Linked DNA regions of Mus musculus: region 2 is linked to region 1. The links are chromatin contacts, called in public Hi-C maps. All regions are on one chromosome and are shown on one strand. The core of a region is the stretch at or near the end of the contact, and the rest is flanking DNA. Distances in the headings are between cores, read along the strand shown. Region 1 has its middle 36 kb from the start of Gm32026. Region 2 overlaps Gna14 (guanine nucleotide binding protein, alpha 14).

Evidence for each region. Hi-C and Micro-C count contacts between places; a contact is called where the count stands out from the background.
Region 2: a contact with region 1 is called in a Hi-C map of the N1E-115 cell line, with 8 times the contacts expected there. A contact is called at or near these places in 3 of 484 Hi-C or Micro-C datasets (the AML12 cell line, the N1E-115 cell line and bone marrow-derived macrophages).

The regions. Positions count from the first base shown.
Region 1 is chr19:16,024,785-16,032,165 of GRCm38.p6, forward strand. It overlaps the pseudogene Rpl37-ps1. Among named protein-coding and RNA genes, the nearest start is that of Gm32026, 36 kb to the right of the region's middle.
Region 2 is chr19:16,523,562-16,530,942 of GRCm38.p6, forward strand. All of the region lies in intron 1 of Gna14 (guanine nucleotide binding protein, alpha 14), which reads left to right. Among named protein-coding and RNA genes, the nearest start is that of Gm41811, 56 kb to the right of the region's middle.

The DNA of each region.
Region 1 (7,381 bases), core at 3,632-6,131:
CCACCTAGGTCACAACATCAGAGTGGAGAGAGAAATACCGTACTTGTATATACACAAGTGAGTTGTTTTTAGCAGTGAAAAAAAATAAAATTGTGTGTAAACTAAGCCAGTTTCAGAAAGACAGATGTCATATGTGTTCTCTCATTTGTGGATTCTAAATAATATAATTTGTAAAAACACACAAATCATGTATAAATATGATTATTATATATAGTGTATATATATATATATATATATATATATATGTAAAATGAAAGTAGAAGCCAAATTTCCAGGATGGAAGTGGAGTTAGAGGATATGTGAGAGACAAGAGGGAAGCTTATAAGTGCTCAGTATATAATGCATACTTTTATCTAAAAATATTATTTGGTGTAAGCCAGGTGTGGTGTCGCACGCCTTTAATCCCAGCACTCTGGAGGCAGAGGCAGGCAGATTTCTGAGTTCGAGGCCAGTCTGGTCTACAAAGTGAGTTCCAGAACAGCCAAGACTATACAGAGAAACCCTGTCTTGAAAAACCAAATATATATATATAGTGTGTTACACAGTACCAGCTACAAAGACTGCACATTGGAATTTTTAAAAACATATATAAAAAAAGCCAAGTTGCTGATAAAGAAAACTAAAACTCGCTCTTCTGGTCTCTTTGGCCTCGCCAGTAGAAGCAAGATGACGAAGGGACGGTCATCCTTTGGTAAGCGTCGCTACAAGATGCACAAGGCCTACCACCTTCAGAAATTGACTTGTGGCAAATGTGGCTACCCTGTGAAGCGCAAGAAGAAGTATAACTGGAGTGCCAGGGCTAAGAGACGAAACACTACCGGGACTGATCGGATGAGGCACCTAAAGATTGTCTACCGCAGATTCAGACATGGATTCCGTGAGGGAACAACACCTAAACCCAAGAGGGCGGCTGCTGCAGCATCCAGTTCATCTTAAGGATTTCAATCAGTCATAAAATAAATGTTCTGGTTTCAAAAAACAAACAAACAAACAAAAAAACTAAAACTCATTTTTGAAAGATTACAAATTTTTGGCAATATTAAACTTTGAAATGACTTGACTTATTCAATGAAAAACTAAAAAAAAAAAAAAAAAATTTAAAAGGCAAGAGAATGGTACATAATCCCAAACACAGAAACAATGTCTACTGATCAGTAGAGGAGCTACCACAGTAGAAGCACGAACAGGGGCCAGCACAGTCGATGTGAATGTCCTTCCTCATCCCCCATCCATGCTAGCATGTCATCTTTGTTCAGTTCATGTTTGAGCAGTCCTGTTGGGGAGACTCTCTGGATGTAGCTTCTCACATTCCTAGGAGACATATCTCACAGCACTTAAGAATAGGAAGTGCAGCCGGGCATGGTGGCACACGCCTTTAATCCCAGCACTTGGGAGGCAGAGGCAGGCAGATTTCTGTGTTCGAGGCCAGCCTAGTCTACACAGTGAGTTCCAGGACAGCCAGGGCTACACAGAGAAACCCTGTCTCAGGAAAAAAAAAAGAAAATAGGAAGTGCAGTAGGCTCTCATTAAAAAACAAACAAACTATCAAGCAGTCCTGTCCCTGTGCAAGCAAGCAAACACATCCTTACTGGTGATGGTAAAGAGGATACATTGGTTCTTACTAAGTGTGCCCATTTAAAAGAGGCACCCACATTGCAATGCAGCCTTTGTAGAGGTGTGAGCCTCAGCCCTGCACTCTCCGGCTTGGATATTGCAATATTTCTACATAGTCTCTATATAAATTTCTGAAATCTCAACACTTGGGAGATAGGTGCAGGAAGACCAGTTGAAAGCCAGCCTGGGCTATACCAGACCCTGTTAGAAAACAAAGTCGCGAGGTAGAGTGAACGGGGGTCTTCGCTGTATCTTTTAGTTGCTGTTATGATTGCTGCTGTCCTGTTCTGATACAGGATCTCCCATAGCCCAGGCTGGCTTTGAACAGTGTAGCCGAGAGTGACCTTGAGTTCCTGACCTTCTGTTTCCACCTCCCAGGTGCTGGGTTACAGATGTACGTGACCATGCCCGGTTTTCTCAGTCTTTTCTGAAGTGAACACTGCTGTCTCCCTGCTTCTTGTTTTCTTTGCTATTTAGACTTACTAACTTTATTTTATGTCTATGGGTATTTTGCCTGCATCTATATCTATGTACCACTTGGGTACATGGTGCACTCAGAGGTCAGGAGAGTGTGTCAGGACCTCTGGAGCTGGAGTATAGATGGTTGTTGAGCTACACATGGGTGCTGGAAACTGAACCTAGGTCCTCTGTAAGAACAACACATGCTCTTACCAGATGACCCATCTCACTAGCCCCATTCTTACTCTCTAGCTTTCGATAAAAGCTGTGTCTTTTCCCTGGTCATCTCCTAGGTGCCCAACAAGATGGAAATTTAACTCTTCAATCAAACATCATTTGTTTTCATGTTTGCAGAAGGGTATGATGTGGTTGAATGGCATATCACAGTACCATTGTATCTTAATTTTCTATTGCTTTGAAGAAACGCCATGACCAAGGTAATTTGTAAAAGAAATAATTAGGGGCTTGCTTACAGTTTCAGAGGTAGTCCATGACCACCATGGCAAGGAGCATAGCAGCAGGGAGGAAGGCAAGGTGCAGGAGCAGTAGCTGAAAGTGTATGTCTTATCCACAAGTTGGAGGCAAAGGGAGATAGAGAGGGGGAGGGAGGGAGGGAGAAAGAGAGGGGGGGGGTTCTGGCATGGGATTTTGAAAACTCAAAGTCCATCCCAATGACACACCTCTTTCAACAAGGCCACACCTCTTAATCCTTCCCAAACAGTTCCACCAATTGGGAACTAAGCACTCAAATATATGAGCTTATGGGGGTCATTTTCATTCACACTATCATACATTGTATACCTATAAAACTCACTCCCCACTCCAAGCCAGTCATACTTAAGAATCTGATTATTCTAAAAAGTAGAAAATAGCTTCAAAATCCTTTGCTTTTTAGGAGGGTTCTTAGCTTAACAGAGAACTCAAAAATATGTTTATATATTTAAAATAGGCCTAGTTAAAATAAAAAGTAGAAATCTTTGTGGGAAAGGTTTGAATAATTGAGGGTGTTAGGGACTTAGAGGAAAGTACCCAGTATGTGCAATGGCTGGAGACATTTTATCAGCAGACACAAGCAGAGAAAGTTTCCAGTGTTTGCCGTGCTGTGCCAAGCTCTCGGTAAAAGTCCACAGTGTGGATGTAGTTGTATTAAGATAATCGTGCTGTGCAGAAATCAAGATGCACACAGGCTTCAAGTGCAAGCTGACTAGAGCAAGGGATCATGGGAGGAGTGATGGGAGCAAGCAGCCTCGGTGAGGGGTCATGGCCAAAGGCGAGGGATGGAAGAGAACTCCAACTCCTCTTGACAGATGAAATGGATTTCCTTCTTTTTATTCAAGTGTTAAAGGGCAGGTGCCCTTGAAGAAACGGAAGTCTTAGATGACAGTGGATGCCAGATATTTGAGTCTTATCTTTATGAACCGTTCCTATGAGGGTTAAATCAACTCTGCCCCAGGTATTTTTTAAGTTCACTGAATCTGAAAAGGTGCACGTCTTTATTTTTCCCACATGAAAAGCAAGTGCAGAGAGGGCCAGCCATTTGTGCAACGTGTGCAAACTGGAAAACATTGCTTGGATGCCCACCACACCTCCCTCTGTCGCCAGCTTCCACCACACCCTCCTCTGTCGCCAGTGCCCAGATGCCCGCCACACCCTTCCCGGCCACCAATTCCCACTATATTGCTCTTCAGAAAGCACTCAATCTCTGGGTCCCTCGGGTTCTCCCATGACTTCCTTACCTCGCTTTGCTGAGTCCCTTTTCCATTTTATCCTCAATTCCATTTCTGCATCTTAGGGCCTCTAGATTTTTTTTTTCCCCTGAAAAACCAACACAGCAGAATGCCAACTACAGTTTTCTCTAAAAAAAAAAAAAGAAAGAAAGAAAGAAAAAGAAAGAAAGACAAACAACAACAACAACTATGGATTTCTAGTTTTTACATTTTTTTCTAGATGTATTGTCTTTTTAAAAATCTTTTAATAATATTTATTTTTATTTTCCTTTTGTGGATGTAATTATGTGCATGTCTGGGGTGTGTGTGCGCATGACTATAGGTACCAGTAGAGATCAGAAGAGGGTGTCAGGTTCCCTGGGGTTGGAATTACAGGCAGTTGAGAGTTGACTGACATGAGTTCTGGGAACTGAACTCAGTTCCTTTGCAAGAGCACTAAATGCTCTTAACCACGGAGCCATTTGTACCAGACAAATAAATCTGTCTGATGTGGAAAGCAGCCATCACAGCCCACCTCTCTGCAGAGAAGCGGTAGAATGCTGACTTAACTTACCCGAAAAGAAATGTTCTCTATTAGCCAGCGAGTAAAAGCAAAACAAAAAGGGAGGTGTTACTTGACTGTTTACACTAGCATTGGTCATCAGGATGCTGTGTTCACTATGAGGCTACCTGATACCACCTTGGCATGGATGTACTGGGAAGATGTGTACGGCTACATGCAACAGAGTACGACTAAAATGTGACCTTGCTACTCCAAGCTTGCAGGTACACTGCGTTGGTTTCGGTTTCTCTGGTCGCCTGTGGTTTCCACCATGACCACTAGGTGGCAGCTGTGGCTCCAAGCTGAAGAATGTCTAGGGACAAAAGCTGGAAATTACTGTTACCGAGGAAGAAGCCCCTTCCAGATCTTTCGGTTATGGCTTGGATATGAAGTGTCCTTCCTAAGAGGCTGTGTTGAAGTCTTGGCTCTGGTCTGATGTTCTTACTGAGAGGTAACTGAATTACAAAGACACTAACTCCATTAATGGGTGAGTCTGTTGATGAGTTCACAGCGGAAAGAGCTTCCCAACTTGGACACGTTCCATAGTTACATAAACCCTTGTGTCTCCACACCCTTGTGTCTGTGTCTCAAATGGCTCAATAGAGACCCAAACCTTTCCTGTCACATGCCAGATTGCTCAAGTAAGTCAAGAGAACTCCAGATTTAAGGAGAACTCTGCTGTAATTTAGGTATCTATGAAAAACAATGGCTTTACTACCTTGGTACACTGTAGGGAGAGTTGTAGGGAGGTAGGACCTTACACAGCAGTGGAGCAAGACGCACTGTCTCTGTTCCTGGAGCTCAAAATACCGGAGTAGGGAATTTTGGGTAGGAAGTAAGTCTGGCTACTTAATTTAAAAAATATATTTTTATTTTATTTTATTTTACTTGGTTTGTTTTCAAGGTAGAATTTCTCTGTGTAGCCCTGGCTGTACTGGAATCTGTAGACCAGGCTGGCCTCGAACTTAGAGATCTGCCTGTCTATGTATCCTGAGTGCTGAGATTGAAGGCCTGTACCACCACCACCACCACCTCTCTCTCTCTCTCTCTCTCTCTCTCTCTCTCTCTCTCTCTCTCCCTCCCTCTCTCTCTCCCTCCCCCCCTCTCCTGTGCTCTAAAAATTATGATTGGCATGCCTTTTTAATAAATGCATATGACTATTCTGGACTATTAAGAGCAATTGGTTCTGTCCTTGTTGTTTGAGCTAAATGCAAGGATTTAGATATAATTTGAATTTGAGGTTGAATCAGGGACCTGGATTTTCTGGGCTTCACCGCAGACCGGCTTGTAGGAAGTTGTCAGAGCACTGTGCCTTGCTGGTCTGTTTCCTTATAAATACCTACTGTGTTTTATTTAAACCATATCCCCACGTCACTCAAGAAGACAGACTGCAAGAGTCACTGGCTCTCTCTGTCCCTTTCCCCAGCATGACCACATCGAGATTTACTGAGTAAACCTCCCCCCTCTGCTTCTCTCTATGAATTTGGCTCCTTTAATTGGCCTGTTGAGGATGGACGACTGAACCTGGTTTGCTTGAGGCAAAGGCTGTGACCCCTAAGTGGATATTTTTAAAGGAATACAATAGAGATTTCACAAAATTCAGCTTCAAATCGAAAATTAATAGCTATACAGAGATGTCCGAATGTGATGTCGCATATACCTAGGAACACAAATGACGATGAACCCAACAGGTCAGAACTGTAAAGCACCACTGCAAATAAAATTACCCAAACTAGGATAAAAAGGAGACACATAGAATTTTTGGGAAGAAATGAAAATATATGGAGGTGGGGGGGGGAGATCCCAGTTAAATTAAACAACTAGAGATAAGATAAAAATGCTTGGATGAAAAATGTACCAAATGACATTAGCAGCAGACTAGACATCATAAAAGGAAAGTGAACTGAAAAACCACAGGAAAGATTTTGAAGTACAAGGAAAAATACAGGGGGTGGGTGTGGGTCTCAGAAAAAAGAGCTGAACACCAGTGACCTCAGAAAAGCATCCAGAAGACGGATGTGTATATAATTAGATTATAAATGAGGAAAAAAGAGAGGGCAGACAAATATTTCAAGACACTTTAGACAAAAATTTCTTAATCTCATGTAAACCAAAAAGCACAATTCACAAATCGATAACAAACACAACCAATAAAGAAAAGTGTGTAAATGTGTATCTGGGTCAGACTTCCAAAGTCAAGGGAAAGTCTGTGGCTGGGGAGATGACTCGGGCACTGAGATGCTCCCCTTGCAAACATCACTCCCAGAACCCATGTATCTAAAAGCCAAGCATGGTTGTGCATGCTGTAAGCCTAGGGTTGGGGTGGCAGAGACAGATGGTTCCTCATGGCTCTCTGACTGCCCAGCATGCTGACTGGGTAAGCTCCAGCCCAGTGATGGGGAAGATGGCTGCTGCCGGAGAGATAGCATCTGAGGTTGAACTTTTAACTGTCACATAACACACATGCACGTCCGCCTTCACACATGTGAGCTTACACATATACACACACTTCACACACAAGAAGAAAAAGTAAGCAACAACAACAACAACAACTCTAGAGAGTGACAAAGAGTAGAATTGGATATTGGTTTTGGTGTCATCGCTTGTGTCTTGAATGTCCCCTGAAGATGTGTGTTGAAGGCATGGCTAGTTGCCTGTGGTGCTACTGTGTGAGCTGGTAGAACTCTCTGGAGACAGGGTCTACTGCGCGAGGATTTGGTCACTGTGGTTATTCTCTTGAAAGAGACCCCCTTTTCTTTTTGTTGATGTTGGGGTTTCTGTGTGAGCAGGGTTTTTTGTTTTTGTTTTTTCTTTTTCCACCTGCTCTCACCATAGCATCCTCTATGGGGCCAAGAGACTACTGATAGAAGTTCTTTCTCCTCAGGCACAGGGATGGAATTCTAATACACCAGTCACTCTGAATATCAGAAAGCATAAAGCAACTAAAGAAAGGCACTGTCAACATGAAGGCAAAAAAGGTTTTGGAAAGTGAAACAAAAATAAAACAAAACCATGTATCACCACTCCTGGAAGTTCTTAC
Region 2 (7,381 bases), core at 2,445-4,944, 500 kb after region 1:
CTGTTACCTTTAAGCGTAATTTCCTATAAGACTCAGGAAAAGTAGCCAGACCATTGCTTTGCTGACTCAAGAATGAGCACTGGACCTGTTGCCAACAGGTTCTTCATTTTCATCTAAAGCCTTGTCAGGATGGCTTTTGCTAACTGTGTTTCCATCCGCATACCCTCTTCTGAGAGAACATTAGAATTATCCACATTTGCATAATCTTTACCATTTAGTCTCTTCCTATCCCATTCCTCCACACTTCCATCTTCCTCCCACAAACTCCCTTTCCACATCATCCAGTATATTTACAACCATCCTACATCTTGGTATCTATTTTCCAGGCTTCACTCAATCAAGTCAGGATAACAAACCAAAAGTAACCACCAAAGATAATATGAATCTTTCGGTTGTTTTTGAAAATGAAATAAATAGGGCTGGAGAGATGGCTCAGCGGTTAAGAGCACTAACTGCTCTTCCAGAGTTCACTTTCCTTCCACTCACAACATATCCAACTCTGGAACGGTTGTCACGATGTGCCAGGGCAGTTCTGACTGCAGGCTCTCTTGGAGTCAGTTGTTCTAATGTTAGTGTGGCCTCAGCACCCTCCACAGGCTCTGAGCCACTCCCTACCAGTGCCCTGATGCTAGGATTTCTCAGTGGATGTTACTGTAAGAATGGGAAGGGGTGCTTATTTTCAGAAGTAGCAGTGATATGTGGGAGGCTCTACAGCCATTCACGAAAACACGTGCGTTTGCCCTTTTTGTAAATCAACCAGGAGTCAGTCTCCTTCAGCAGGTGAATTCACGATCTTTCTAATAAGAGGCGTGAGTGATGCTGATGGAAGTTCTGCTGTTTTATCTGTTAGCCATAAAACATACCAGGATAGGATTCTCCTTGACATTCATGTGATTTATTAATCTCCAGGGTAAACTAATGGAGCTCTAGAGAATGCTCCAAAGTGGAGTTTTGTTGAAAACAAGTATATTACTTTCCTAGGGTTTTATAAATGAGCCACGGACACAGAATAAACTAAACTGTATAGCCTTTTATTTTAACCTCTTGGGAGAGGGGTGACAGATGGATGTGGAGGCCCAGGGTCTTACTATGTAGCCCAGGCTGGCCTCAAATTTATGAGCCTCCTGTGATAGTCTCCTGAATGCTGAGATTCGAGAAGTGTGCCAGAAAGCAGCTGAGTTGAGTAGCTCTTTGCAGAGGATTGATGCTTGCCCATTACAGAGATCTCTGGATCATGTAACTGCATTCAAGAAATGAACACAAACCAATGCCAAATGCTTCCTGCTGTAAGATAATTAATACTGAGCTAAATGCTTATATTGAATTTTTAGTGCATCCCGCCTTTATAACATTATGAAGATTTGATTATATAAGTAAATAGCTCAACTTAATTTAGAATGGAAACTCGCCTTGGTGTCTCTCTGTATAGGACCTTTTAAATGTATTGATAGCAAAATGTGGAAAGTGCACTGTTTTCTGTACTTTATGTTTAAAAACTAAGACCTCAAAAAGTCCTGATGATTAAAAGATAACGGGTGTGTCCCTTTAGTTTTGATTGCTCGAAGAGCAAGAGAGCTGGGTAGACAACTTAGCAGTTAAGAACATTTGTTAGGGAGCAAGCTTCAGTTCCCAACACCCCCATGGCAGCTCACAATCATCCATAGCTCTTGCTCCAGGGGGATCTAATGCCCTCTTCTGCCCTTCATAAACACACATGGGATGCACAGACATGCAGCCAAACACTCACACACCTAATTTTTTAATCTTAAAAAGAAACTTCTCACAGATGCTTTGAATTTGAAAGTACATCTTAATAAAAGTGATATCCATGACGAGACGATGGGTCGCATGGTTGCTCTTGCTATCACTTGAGGATACCGATTCCTAGACCTCTCCTAGTCGTCCATACTACACTGTGTCTCCTGCTGTTAAACGGTGCTGTGGTTGCATAGAAGCTGCTTACATGCTCTCACGTGCTTTAGCTCAGCTCTGTATTACCGATGGTACCTAAGAGGATAGGAATGTGGCTTACATAGTTGTTACATGGTAGCATGGTAATGATAGGAAAATAGGCTTAAAAATTCAGTATAGTTGGGGGTCCTTTAAATTTTCTATTGCAGGTTTGATTGTTTTGTGGAGGTGTGGATGGGGAGCTGTGTGCATGTGGGAGTCAGAGGGCAGCTTGGGGTACTCAGTTCCTCTGCCATGGGGGTCTTCAGGATTGAACTAAGTCATCTGGCTTTTGTAGGGACCCTGTTGGCCTAGATGAACTCTTAAAAAGTATCTCTCATCCATATCTCACATCCATGGATGTGATATCTCCCTCTGAGAGGGGCTGATGTGCTTAGAATCATGGCATTTTTTTCTTTTGCCTAGATCGTAAAGATAACTGGGCATTTTAATAAATCCGAAAGATCATCAGATGCAATGCAGCATTTGTTAAATCCCTCCTCTTTTTAAAAAATATGTATCTTAAGCTGGCTTTTAGGTTTCATCATTTAATTTCTTTCAACTTTCCCTTTTTGTTTTAAAAACCTCCTGTTAGCTCCTTGTTCTCAAAGAGTAGCTGCGAATCTGTCTCGATTTGCTTCCCATTCAGTTGTTGCACAAGTCAATCTTTCTTGTCCTTTAATGGCTAAACACAGGAATTCCTCAACATAAGAGAATAGAAGCTAGGGAAGGTGCCACGGCTTTGACGGTGAAATGAGGCTTGGGCAGACTTGAATAAGTGAATCTTACTGCTTCTCTAAAAATATTTTCTCCTTGGAAATGGAAGAGTAGAGCCTTGGGGGCCTGAGGATTCATGAAGAAATGAAATCGGAACTTGGTAGAAAAATTCAACTGAAGACGATTCAACTGAAGACGATGTAGCAGCTGGAACATTTCTGTCCCAGGTGGATTCTATCAGAAATGTCCTTCAGAGGGACCCTGCAGCAGTGTCTCCCTCCAGGTCACAGAAGCCTCCATACTACTGGCCACAGCTGCATATTCCCAGGCTCTCACTGAGGCAGATGAGACTCAGCTGGGGACTAGGGAACAGAGAATCTGCATTTCATTGGGTGCTTCTCGCTTCTTGACTAGTTCTTTGGCTTTACCCAGAGCTGGCCCGCTTTTCTCATAAACCCATATCTGCAGGAGGACAAGTCACAGGACAGCAGCCCAGGCAGCTGCAGAAACTTCCGTGACCCAAGGTCAGCCCAAGCTGGAGAGTACCAAACAAAGTTACAACAATTTCCTCTGGGCAGGCCTCTGCAGGTGAGAACTGCTTCAACGTAAAGGTTACAAAAGACGGTTTCTGAGTTTATTTATCACGACTCCACAAAAGGCTTGACAGAGAACCTGAGCCCCACAGTATGTTTGGCACCAGGTCTTCATCAGAAAGCCGAGCAGCAGGAACCTGGCATGAAAGAGCTGGCTTTGCATCTCCAGCAGGTCTTCCCACTCCAGGCAACCCCCTCCTAACTGCTTTCCCAAACGGAATCAACATGGAGGTCGATAAGCCATAACTATCCATCCCTGAACACTGGTGTGTCCTCTATCAAGAGAAACAAGATCCCTGTTTAGAGAAAGCCCACTTGGCAATCAATCGGTCGCATTCATAGCCCTTCAGCCTGTTGCTAATGTAAGTTAGGTGACATCCCCATCTGTCTTCATTTTTGTGAGTTAAGCTGTACTGTCTCCAGAGTGTCTGCTGTAACCCTAGGCTGAGAACACTGGCTTCTGGGAGGCGGGCTTGCAGGTCAGGAAATGTGCTAGGTCACTGCCTGTCTCAGGAACTTGATTAGTTCCCTGCCTTAGTTCTCAGGGAGCCAGTCTTTCTGGATTCTGGGTACATTCTAGAACAATTGGTTTCTGTTCAGTTATCTCTTGTCTATCATTCAAAAGGTTTATTTTGTTTTGCCTTCTATTTTTTCCTGGCTTCTAAAAGCAACTTATTGCCACCCCCTCACCCTCACAATGAGCTTTCTTGTGTTATTTGAAGTTAAATTAATACTTGACCTTAATTTGTGTTCTCAGTCTCAGAGGTGTAGGGTCTTAGTGTACAGATGTTTTTGTGTGTATGGGTTTTGTTGTTGTTGTTGTTATTGTTGTTGTAGTTGTTGGTTTGGGCCTGTTTTCAGCTCTGTGTTTGTAGCCTTGCTGTTCTGTATCTGCATAAGGTTCCTGGTGGAATTTCAGAGGCCCTGAAGAGGGAAGGGATCAGGATTAGGAGAGCCTCTTGGATGAGTAGTAGAAGGAATAGTTTTATCTACATAGGACGATCTTTTGTGGGTAATTCCCCAAAAAGCTGGGAAGAATTTCTGCTGGGATATTGTAAAGTCACTTTTATTTACTTTAGTCATCACAGGAAATACAAGGTTTTCATAGCTTATAACAAACATCTGAACAATATATAAAATAAAATATTAGATAGTCACACAAGTATCATATGGAGATGCCCAAATCACAATATTAATGCACACATGACTGAGGCTTAGGAGACACTTCTGGACAGTATAGTCAAGAAGACGACTGTAGGAAAGCTTTCAGCCCTGCAAGGCCAGAGGCCCACAGCCCTCGCTCATAGTCAGCAGGGAGCCTGTGGAGAGGAGAATAGAACATGTGTTATCTATACTCAAGAGACACATGTCCATTTACCCAGTGCTGAGGGTACTGGTCAAGAAAGAACAGTTGCTTAATGGAAAAGGGGGCAAAACTGCCTAAGTGGAGTTTCACAGCAAGAGATGGGTGGGGTGGGGTGGAGTGGAAGGAGGGGTGTCTTGATGCTCTCCTGCTGAGATGTCAGCAATTATGGTGACAGGAAGCAGACAGGAGGTCTTTTGGTGAATCTGTTACTGGCCTGAGTGTCTTGCCAGCTGTTGTCCATTGCCTTTATTATGGAAGGCAGTGGCAGTGAGAGGACAGGCAAGCAGCTCACATAGCAGGCTCTTGACGGACACAGATAAGAATTGAAAAGTACAGACATGCTTAACCTAATGATGGCCATATGTTCTGTAAAACACATTTCGCCATTGTCCAAACATAATAGATTATATTTACACAAACCAAGATGATACAGCCTCTGCAAGCATAGGCTGTGTGTATAGACTGCAAATCTATGCAATATATCACTGTCCTGAATACTGTAGGCAGTTATAACACGGTGGTATTTGTGTACTTGAACATCCCTCAATGTTAAATGGTAAGTGACAATATGGCATGATGGGAATTGTTTGGTTTCATTATAAGCTTAGAGCCCATCATGTACATGGACATTTGATATGGTCTGACATATATGACTCCCATTGTGTACATTGGCATCCCCTTGTTGGTTGGGATGTCATTTAGTGACTTCAAATATGCAAATGGAGAAATGCAAAGTAAACAGAGAGGTGCCATTTCCCTTATTTTTACTGAAGACTGAACCTGTGTTGCTGCATGCCGAGTCTGGGTGGAATTTCTCCTGGAGCAATCCCTGGTAATCTAACACCAAAATTCCCTTTCCAGACCAAAGGCTTGGCCCCTGTTTGGAATAAAAATCTGATGTGAGTGGAGGGTTCCTTCTTTCCTCCATTTGCAGGAGAAACCCCACCAGGCTCATTTTGGACTGATGCAATTAGCCCAGCAGCATGGGCCCACACCCATGTTTTAGAAGATAATTGGCTAAAGTAGTGGGGTGAGGAAGGAGAGCTAAGCCAGCCACTCCTCAATTAAAAACCACCCAGTAAAAAACACTAGTAGTTTTCATCCCCAGAGGTATGCTGTTGGTTGTTCACTTTTTCCTCTGAATAAATGAATAAATGTGTACATGAAATCTGAATGTGGAGTTTCTTTTTGGAACTGGTAAATGGATAAGCTCAGATCCTTGATTTGAGCTCACCAATCCCTGTGGCCCTGCCACAACTGCCACTGTAGAAGGCATGATGTCATGACCTACCTTCACTCCCTCTTGCCTGCTGCCCCCTGCTGCTGGAGCCATCCCTGGTCTAACACAGTTCTGCAGGATGAAGGAATAAGGCTTTCCTTTTGTAATTTCAGTTTGTGTAGTAGGGGAGACCTTTTATTTAGGAAAGTACCACATTGTCATGGGAAGATCATGTGCCAATGCAGACCTGATTCAGATGCAGGCCAACACTATCAAGCTGCATAAACTTGAACAACCTGTGCAGTCTTTATGATTCTCAGTTTCTCTTCTTAAAAAAAAAAAAAAAAAAAAAAAAAGATGGTATCAGCTGGGTTGTAGAGCAGCTTTAATGAGAACAGAGGACCTCCTCTACATGGCTTCTTCCTGTTCTTGATCTTGGTCTTCAGTGATTGGTGTCAGTCATTCTATTTTCTTCTTTGCCTCCTGTGTGTGTGTGTGTTTGGGTGTTTGAACCAAAAGATTTAAAGAGTACTTTTAAATAATGGTTTTCTTAAGTACTTTTGTTATTTAATCTTAAAAAGTGTTCTAAAGTAGGTTTTCTGGTTGGTTGGTTGGTTGGTTGGTTTTAATGCCCCAAAATACAGAGGCTTTTGAAACGTTTGTGACTGCCTTTGTCCTGGTGTAAGGGAATGAGCCCTGCTACTGGAAGCGTTCTTATCTTGCTGCTGAATTTCAAGCTGTCTTGAGTGAGTCTGGCTTCAAGGTCACAGTGACAGTTTGCTTGAAGAAGTTACATAATCTCCATGTTCACCTTGACTTCTTCATCTGTAAAACACAGGACTAATATTTGTTTGGGATGAACTGGCATGGGACCAGAGGCTCAGTGCTGCTGGCGGAAGAGACTAAAGCAACAGAGTATTGGAACTGGGGGAGAGGGACCCCAGAATTCCACGGGAACAGAGAGCTAATCTGCCTTAGGACTTTGGGTCAAGCATTGATAGTAACATTTAGGAGAGGGAGTTGGTCCTCTGCTCAGTTTTCATGCAGTTCTTTGAGTAGATCTAGGAAAACCTAGTTAATATGAGAGCTGAGTCACAGGAAGAAACACAGTAAAGTTAACTCCCCATGTGCTGACTTCTTCATGGGGAACATCACAAGAGTGTGCTGAGCCCAGCAGGACCTGAGCAGGATGTATCTGAAAGACGGTGGCTTGTCTGGGCTTTATCCAGTGTATGGCTGGACTGACTCTTCCGAGTCCAGTACCACCAAGTCCTTTGGTTTCTGAGCCAGATCTTCCGTGATAGTGGAGCTTGTTAGTGGAGTCCAGGTGAATCAATTTCAGGCCTTTCTCTTGGTACCTATGTGTAGTGCAGACTTTACATAGGCAATCTGAATCCCCCGGTTCTCATCTCTGTACTGCAGAGAACAGCACTTATTTCAGAGTGGTTCTGAAGACTAAAGGGGGCGACTCGGGTAGATTCCCCAGCATAGCGACTCCTTTAATATTTGTTGGTATCAGCATCCAATTGTCATGCT